Linked DNA regions of Zea mays: region 1 is linked to region 2. Evidence: chromatin contacts called from public Hi-C data. All regions are on one chromosome and are shown on one strand. The core of a region is the stretch at or near the end of the contact, and the rest is flanking DNA. Distances in the headings are between cores, read along the strand shown.

Region 1 (4,530 bases), core at 1,396-3,895, 180 kb after region 2:
CGTGCGTTGCAACGGAAAAAAAATAGTGTAATAATTACATATATATGGCTATATGTTGTGTTGTTAATTAAAATTAAGCTGCATCTGGACTTTGTAGTGACAATTGGTTGTAACCTTGAAGGCTGAAAATTGATGTTGTTCTTGATCCTAACCACGCTCCAGACTTGCTTGCCAGGTTCATTTGTAAGTTCAAAATTATAGACCAAAATTAGGTGAAAAGGCGATGTGGCAGGCGCGGCCGCCGTCGGCGCGGAGCTCATCAGGGCACCGCTCGTTGAGGTCGACAAGGCACCCCGTGTCGGGGCAGCCGGCCGCGGCGGGCTGCACGAGCATGGGCAGGTTGTAGCCGTCGACGAGGCTGACATCGTAGAAGTCCTTGCCGCCGTCGCCGTCGAGCGTGAACTCGGCGAGCGTGGCGGGCGGCGACGCCCCCGCGCCGCGGCACTCGACCTCGCCGGAGCCGCAGTCGCCCGTGGTGTAGGACCCCTTGCCGGAGGCGTCGAAGGTGCAGTCGGAGCGGCCCCAGAAGCGGCCCGACCACCCCTGCGGCGCGTACAGCGGGCGCGACTGCCCCGGCGCGAGCGCGAAGCCCGTGGTCTCCAGCGGCGGCGTCCCCGAGCCGGACAGCAGGCCCGGCCACACCGTGTCGCGCGCAGCGGTTGGTGAAGGTGAACATGATGCCGCATACCGACCCTGCGCGACGGACGCGAGCACCGCACCGGAAACGGACACCGGTTCAGTCACACTTGCCCTTCCTCCCCCACGAATCCGAACAGGCGGGATCGATTGGTACTGGCAGAAGGGAAAGAACACCAGGCACGGGCTGCCGCGAAATGAATCAGAGCCACCACGTACGTACCTTGGAAGAAGGAGAGGATGAGGATGGCGATCGAGGCCGGCGAGCCCGGCAGGCGCGCCCGAGATGCCATTGAAGCGACCAGCACGCTGTCAGGAGAGAAGCTCGAGCTCGAGGCGCGCTGGTGGTCAGGGAGCTTGACTGTGAGATTGGATGGACGATTAGTGCTAGCTAGAGGGAGGATGGACTCTTATGGACCGGGGCGGCGAGGCGGGTGCGGCCGAGTAATAAGGCGGCGGCGGCGGTTGGGGAGGGGAGGGGAGGGGAGTGGAGGAGGTGGTGGAAGTGGTCGCGACCCGCACGGCCCGCGCTCGCTTGCGGAGCAGGGGGGAACGAGGGATGTGCCGACGTGGGGCTACGGGGAGCCGGGAGAGAGGAGCAGTTGCGATCGATGGATGGAGGAGGCTTGAAGCGGGGGCGACGGGACGGTGATGATTTGACGCATATAGATGGACAATGTAGATTGGCTAAAGGCAGAATCAGGGGAGGCAACCTACCCCTTACAGCCTTAATAGTAGTATAGATTGTAGAACACGTCTTATTCATAAAATTCTACTATCAACATTAATCATCAAAACCAAGTAAGAGCCTAAATGCTCTCATTTAGCAAAAATATTTTTATGTTTATAGATTTATTCGTTTATCATGTTTTTTATAAATAAAAAATCATATAATTATATACTACATCTATTCTCGAATATTTGTCGATCGCTAGTTTATTTTTAACTAAACGGTGGTAAATTAAAAAATAACGGACGGAGTATTTGTGTATTGGCCTTTAGGAGAGTTATCCTAACCATTCGATTGAAAGACTCGCAATTATTTCGGTTGTTTGAGAGTAACATAGTAAAGCCCTGCCCCCTCCCCTCCACTCAGCCACCCGGCAAAGACATGCGCATAACCCGTTTTCAGGTCGTTTTCACTTGTCCTTGCGTATCCGTAAGTACATTTGCGGTGTGAATGGATAGGATAGTGTAGTAGTATAGTGTTTCTTCTATTAGCGGATTAGCCCATGGTTTGCAGGTCCCTTGCTACCGAGGGCGACCTCGTTAGTTTATTGTCGGCTGTCCATCCTCTAGCTAGTAGTTCGTCCTGCTGGCCAAGATAATCTTCATTGAAATGGACTGATTAAACAGAATTCTGTCTGTTGCTGAAATAAAAAAAACAATTAGAATTCCATTTGCGTGGCAGCTGCCCCAACTTCAGTACTATGCAATCGCGTGTCCTAGGGCAGAATTACCACGAAGAAGAAATGGTACATGCTGATACAAAGCATGACGGTTTTACATCTGAAACTGCCGAAGGATACATACGTGCTCAGAATTTGACGGTCCGTGGTCCGTGGAAACAGCCTCCGTGTCGAAGTCGAACTTTAGCAGGATACCTAACCCTGACGGAACGAGAGTGGACCGTGACACCAGCATGCGGCCGAAGGTTAGGTCGCCGTCGCCGGCCGGGCAACAGCCCAGCCCTCGTGTGGGCATGCCTACGTAACCGCGGCATGGGCGGTGCGGGTCGCGCTCGGGGTCAAATTTCCCTGTCGGAGCCGAGACCGAGAGGCACTCTCCTGTACCTGTACGCGTGCGCGCCCTGCCGCCCACAAGTGTTCGAGTTGGACTGGCGAGCCGCCACGGGCACGAGGCATTCTGCATTCTGCCTGGTGGGGACAGCGCAGGCAGGCAGGCAGGCAGAGACGGACGACGACGGCGACGGAAGACTGCCTGCACCTGCCGACCTCGCAAAAAGGCACGGGATAAAAAGCAGAGCCCGCCCGCCCGCCCATCCAGAACGCAGGAAATTCTGAGCAGCAGCCGTCGGCGGCGCTCAGGCCAATAAAACTGCCGTAACGAACCAACAGACGCAGCTCTGCCTCTGTTTTCTCTCCATAAGCAGCAGCAGCAGCAGCAGCAGCAACGACGAACAGTTGCCCGCCACAGCTGACCTTGTCACCACCAGAGAGCAGAGCAACCGTGCGGCCGTCAGAAGCAGAGGCGGCCAGGGGAACCCAAAGGGGAGCGCGTCGTCGAGGCTGGCCGCCGCGAGGATCCCGGCGCCCGTGCGCGCGGTCATGGCGTGGTGGCGGAAGAAGGTGGTGTCCCCGGCGCGCCGCGCGTGGGCCGCCGTCTCCACCCGCGTCCGCGCGCGCAACACAGGTACGTACGCGGCGGCGCCGCCCCCGAATTCCGAAACGCCCTTGGCTTTTGGCTTTGGCTTCACGCGCCGCGAATGGCCGCTTTGGCGAGCTTGTGATCGTGTAGCGGTGGAGTAGGTGCCTATAGAGGTTTGTAGCCGGTTGTTAGTCCTCGCTTTGGCTTTCTTTGAGCCCGGCCAAGTCAGTCGCCGCCTCGCCAGTTTGTTTGCAGGCCGAGTTCTTGCGCCGTTGCGCGCTGTGGTCGATCGACCTCCGCCGGCTCACTCAGCTGAGCTCACGGACGACTTCTTTCGTTTCCTTCGCAGATCTCGCGTGCGTTCGTTCTCGTTTTTCAATAAGGTCGTTCACATAGATGAGATGAGATGGCTGCCGTCTTCTTGACCATACTAGAGTTCAGTATATGGACACTTCAGTTACTTGGTCAAATTATAAATCCTGCAACTGCAACAGGTAGCAGTAAGTAGCAGAGTGTCGGTGACGGTGAGGTTTGCTGAACATCACTACATATATATAGTCTATAGCAGCTACCTAGTTTATGTAGTCCAGGGACGCTAGATCATTCTGGATTCCAGAACATTCTTCGTCGGTGAAAAGACTCTCCTCTCATTTTTTTTTTCTCTCGCGCATTCCATTGGCGTTATACTGAAAAAAAATACTCCGTCACCTTGAGACCGCGCGCGCCAGCGCCATACAGCCTCTAGGGACCATCCGTGTTTTACGCTATTTCATTGGACTCGTCAGCGATTAAAAGGCTAGAGCAACTTAGTGTTTGGATGGATGGATGAGGAAGGATGAAGAGGGATCGGGTGGGATACTGCATGAGCTGCTGACTATTCGGCCACCCGGCAAGCACATATCCATGGTGGTGGAATGTGATTCTTCCCCACCTCGATCCATCGACGACATCCACTAGAGGGTAGTAGAGTGTAGAGACTGGAGTCTCACCGAGTCAATTAGCTAGACCTTTTAGGTTACCTCTGGAAACCATCTTTCCTTTATCGCCTCCACAGCTGCTGCCACTAACTAAAACGCTCTCCAAAGCTCTAGTTCTAGTTCCCCCTAGACTTCGTAACATGTGGGCCCAAGTTCGTTTCAGAGAAAACGTAACAGTCTCTACTCTCTAGAGTATGTAACATTTGGTTGGTTGGTGATGGTGATGCCCAAAAAGATCCTCGGATATCCAGTGCAGGGGTGTATCAAGGTGTTCGCAAAAGATCGTGTAAAATAGAGAGTTTGTCCTGTAAATTACACCGTTTACATAGCGCATCGGTTTTCTCCCCTCATACGCAACTCAATTTTCCAATACGAAGAGAAGTAATAGTACCACTAAGGGCAAGTACAAATCCAATGAATATGCCATGTCTTAAGTTTATTTTAGGGGCTTGAGTGAAAGATACACCAAGGAACACCACTTTCTTCTTTTGTACTGTTTTTTTTTCTTAAGTGCAAGGAACATCATCTTGAGATGCATTGATTATGGATAGGTTTTACATACGGTTCATCATGTCACACTATGTTTTAT
Region 2 (4,649 bases), core at 433-2,932:
TGAACGACAAAGTAGCAGTTCTCGATCTGTGGCCATCCTTGTACGTATCTCGTGCGATCGCGATCAGGAGCACTTGACGGACGACACAGACTCTTTCATTGCTTTGCCTCGCAGAGCCGCGGAGGCGAAGAACGACCAGGACTTGAGAGATGAGCTCGGTGATTTTCTTGTTCTTGGTTTGCTTACTCCTTCTAACGACAAGCACGTACACACAGCTGCCGTACTGCTACGCTGAACCTGTCCGTTCCATGACGGACCAGAAGCGGCATGTGCACGCAGGAGGAGGCACGGGCACCACGCCGACGGATGAGTTCGTCTTTTGTCTCCCGGGACCGGGAGAGGGGACCAGGAACCGCAGAAGAGTGAGCTGTCGTTGATTGAATGGCCGCCATGCCCATGCTTTCGAAACGCCAGGAGCCTGTGTGCTTCCGTCGATCGTCCACCACGCCGACGTCCATGTCATCTAGCGCAGCAGAGACTGGAATGCGCGTGAGTTCCACACTTTGTTAACTGTGGTGGAAATAGTTTCGCAAGCCATCAGTTACATTTTCTACATTTCTGATAAGCTAAGGGTCGGCTATTTTAGTCCATACAAACGGGTGGCCTACGTCCACATCTCGCTCCATAAAAACTAGGCAAAAAATGGACGAAAATTCCTTTGATTCCGAATGAAAAAAACTATACAACATACTTTGAGCAATATCCATGACTCATCATAAATGGTAATGTCCTGTACCCTGTTTGGATTGGTGCCACTTCAGAAGTAGCATAAATGGACGTGCTTATGACCTTATGGGGATTTATTATGCTTATCTTATGACCTCTTATGCCTCTGATATAAAAGCAATACTACTGTTTTTGAAGGAGTCAAACATTTTTAAAAACTTTAATTAGGCATATATAAAAAATATTAGAAAATATAGTATATAATTTGTAACATTAGATAGATTGTTTAATCCATTTCTATAATAAACTTACCTAGGGATAGGATGTTGCTAATGATTTTTTTTAAGAGCGATAACTATCTTAGAATAAAAAGAATACGATTAAAGACCGACCTCTAGATGAGGTAGAAAGGATGTCCCAATGCTACTGTTAGTAGTCAGTGTTGACATATGTACAACGAGCAAGGACTTTCGATTTTATAATAAAGAAGCAATTAATGAGCAATTGATATTGTATTGTATTTTCTATAAGAAAACGTAGTTATAACATCCGAAAGATGACCCCGATATCTGAAAGTTAGTCATTCTTCTTGATCCGCGTCTATTGTTCTTATTGATCCTCATGATAATATAAACCCGAAATTATTGCTGCTATCACAGCAGCACTGTCGTTTTCTGTGTCTCGTATTGATGGTTGCGGGACAGAATTATCAAACACGGATGCAGGTATAGGTAAGAAACAGTACAATTTCATTCAGATCTGGATGACATCGGACCGCACGTCACACATACTGCCGACGGCGTCCGACAAAACTGGGCGAAGTTTTCTTTTCTTTGCCTATTTCTGTCAGTTGAGATCAGCAAGAATGCAATTTACGCTGATTGCCGACATTGAGCTGATCTTTCCTCGGGCATTCGGGCTCTTAGCCGTCATGGTGAATGGCCACGATGATTGATGAGTACAAAAACGGTGGCAAACTCGATTTGACATCGCAGCAGACATGGACAGAGACATCGCCATTGCAGGGAACCATCACCACCTGATCGACATCGCACCAGACGCGAGCATGGGCGAGGCCAGTGGCGCGACGGACGGCAGCGCGGAGCGGCTAGGGGTAGGCACGGGCGGCGGTGGTGGCGGAAACGAGAAGAAGTGGCTGCGCAAGCTCACGTCGGCTACAGTGAACACGGCGGTGCTCCGAGACCTCATCTCGCGGACGCCCATGCTGTGGTACCTCGGCGAGAGGACGGGGACAATCCTCCGCCCGTGCGCCCGGCGCGAGCCCGTGGAGGCGCTGCACGCGGTGCGCGCCGTGGCCATCGGCCCGTTCCACCGCGCTGACCGCGGCCTCCCCTTCCCCGACGACGCCAAGCTCCCGTTCATGCGGTACCTGCAGGACCAGTGCGGCCTCGACGTGGACGGGTACGTCGAGGCGCTCTGCCTGGAGCGCGACCGCCTCCGCTGTGAGTTCGCCGACGACGGCTCGGACGGGCCCGCCGTGGAGATTCTAGACGACGAGGCGAAGCTGCTGGAGATGCTGCTGCTGGACAGCTGCTTCATCCTGGTGGTGAGCTTGATGCTCAGCAAGGCCGGCACAGGCGACGACGCCGACAGCGTGACGCGGGCGGCGTCCATCAGCAAGGACTACTTCATACTGAACATGGCCGTGGCGCAGCACGCCGACGACATCAAGCTCGACATGCTCGTGCTCGAGAACCAGGTCCCGTTCAGAGCCATCAAGCTTCTCGCCGCTTCGTGCCCTGGGCTCAAGCTCCGGAACTCCGTCGAGGAGCTCGTGCTCGGATGTTTCGACGACATCTGCCCCAAGCGCGCGCGTCGCGCCGCCTACAGCGCTGCCGCCGGCGAGTTCCACCACGTCCTGCACCTCTTCCACTGGTCCCGCGTGCCCAAGGACAAGTACTTCGTCCTCTCGACGCCACGGAAGCTCCTCAAGATCAAGAAGGAGTCGGAGCGGCTGTTCCCCTGCTCCATGGAGCTTCGGAGGTCAGCGGTGTGGTTCCGCGAGGCGTCGTCGAGCTGCGGCGACCTGGACATGTGGTTCTGGCGACACCCGGCGAGCCCGGTGGCCGTGATGACCGTCCCGTGCTTCCACGTCCACGAGTACAGCGCGGCTGTGCTCCACAACCTCCTGGCCTTCGAGAAACACTTCTACTGGGCGCACGGCGCATGCGTGACGGCGCACGTAGCGCGGATGGAGGGCCTGATTCGTTGCCCACAGGACGCGGCCATGCTCCGCAAGCGAGGGGTCCTTGCCAGCACGCGGCGCACGGACACCGAGCTGGTGGCCTTGTTCCGGGAGCTAGGTGAGGAGACCGTCGGGGCGCGGCTTCCTGACGACTACGGCGAGATGCTTGACGCCGTAGCGGGCCACCGGGGCCGGCTTGTCAGCGGGTGGTGCGGAGGGTTCGTGCTGCACTTCTTCCCGTCGCCATGGGTGGCCGTCTCTCTCGCCGTCGCTGCCGCGCTCATCTTCGTGCCGTCGATGCTGCAGACCGTCTACACCATGTTCGGCTACTTCAAGAGCAACTGACAGGATCAAAATTAGGGTGCTAGAAGTAGAACCTCCTGTAACCCCTGATGTTTTGTTAGCACAAAGTTAGATTTAATTTGAGACACGTGGCTTAAAATCTGGTTCGTTAAAACTTGAAGGCATTTGAGTGCACCGGAGAATTCCGTACGTGCTCGGTGCTCCTCAGTGCGGAGGCCACGTCGCCCGAAAATAGCCGCGCCTCTTCCCCAGCCATCGCCTCTGCCGCACAATCCCCCCACCTACTGCGCTTCCGCGCAACCGCTCCACCACCTTGCAGCGGCGGCCCGTCTCGTGGCGCTCGCGCTCTGGCACTGCTCGGGCGTGACCCTCTCCTCGTTGTCGCCTCGCTTCTAGCTTCTGATCCCGTCCCACTTATCTCCCTTGTCATGTGGGCGCGCCTCCAGCCGCGGTTCGTTCCCTCCTCCGACATCTCCTCGCTCCTCGATACGCGCCTCCCGTCGGCCACTCACTCCTTCGAACTCCTTGCTCTCTTCGACGACAACCTCGGGCTCCCCGATCTCGTCACCTTCCCTAAGACCCTCAACACCATTGTCTCCACGCTCGCCAACCACGGCCTCCTCGAGTCAGCCTTCTACTACTTCAAGTGCCTCCGCGACACCAGCTTAGGCTCTGTTTGTTTGCACAGAACCCCTTAAGAGAACTCAAGACGCCTGGCTACAATTTCCTCATCTCTGTTGCTCATCTAGGGCCTTGCCTTCGAGGCTTTCGAAGTGCTTGGCGAAATGGCGACATACAAGCTCGCGAACAGAGGTATAATGTATCCTCTATTGAAGGGGAGGGGGAAGAGAAGAGTATGCCGCCGCAAATAGTCTTAGAAGTGGACCATTCAATTTTGAATAGAAAGAGATTAATCTCCCTCAATTCCCTATAATCCACGTGTAATTGAAAAGGGCTTTAGTGGACCATTATACCATAAACGGGCCATGAGAAACTACCAAAGCTCACACATATAGGTTGCCACATATAGCGCAACGCTCTCACATAGTACCGCCTCGCTAGCTGAAGAATTACGAGTCACCGAGCGAGTTATAAAAGGGGCCAAACTCCTTTTCAACTCATACATTTCTCAGCCTTTTGGGTAAGATAAAATGTAATATTTGTTCTTATCAATTTAATATATGGTCTATGAAGCATATGTTCACTTTGATATTAAATTTGTTTTTATCAATATCAAATATGATTGCGTGTCGTTGTAGTGTACGCAGTGCTGGCCCTGGAGGGCTCAAACAATGCCCTTGATCTGGGCCTTCACATTAAGACTCTCTTCAATAGATTCCTTATCTCACTCTCTATTTCAAACTTCACTCTACAAACAGTATAATATATAGTACAAAATAGTAGATTTGCACGACCATTTACATGGCCTACTGGAGATGGTCTTAATGGGGCTTCACCTCTCAGTGATTATATC

Evidence for each region. Hi-C and Micro-C count contacts between places; a contact is called where the count stands out from the background.
Region 1: a Hi-C map of ear shows a contact between it and region 2, with 1.9 times the contacts expected there. The contact joins the promoter of LOC103645981 here to the promoter of LOC100193076 in region 2. A contact is called at or near these places in 7 of 25 Hi-C or Micro-C datasets (bundle sheath, ear, endosperm and 3 more).

What each region holds. Positions count from the first base shown.
Region 1 is chr2:12,456,656-12,461,185 of Zm-B73-REFERENCE-NAM-5.0, forward strand. LOC103645981 (OSJNBa0041A02.21-like protein) reads left to right here and starts at 2,646. Exons shown (of 2, transcript XM_008670715.2): 1 at 2,646-3,009. The coding sequence starts at 2,925. It also overlaps the pseudogene LOC109944111.
Region 2 is chr2:12,274,341-12,278,989 of Zm-B73-REFERENCE-NAM-5.0, forward strand. LOC100193076 reads left to right here and starts at 1,683. Exons shown (of 1, transcript NM_001138242.1): 1 at 1,683-3,333. The coding sequence starts at 1,733. The coding sequence ends at 3,217. LOC111590971 (U2 spliceosomal RNA) reads left to right here and starts at 4,296; the gene lies at 4,296-4,493.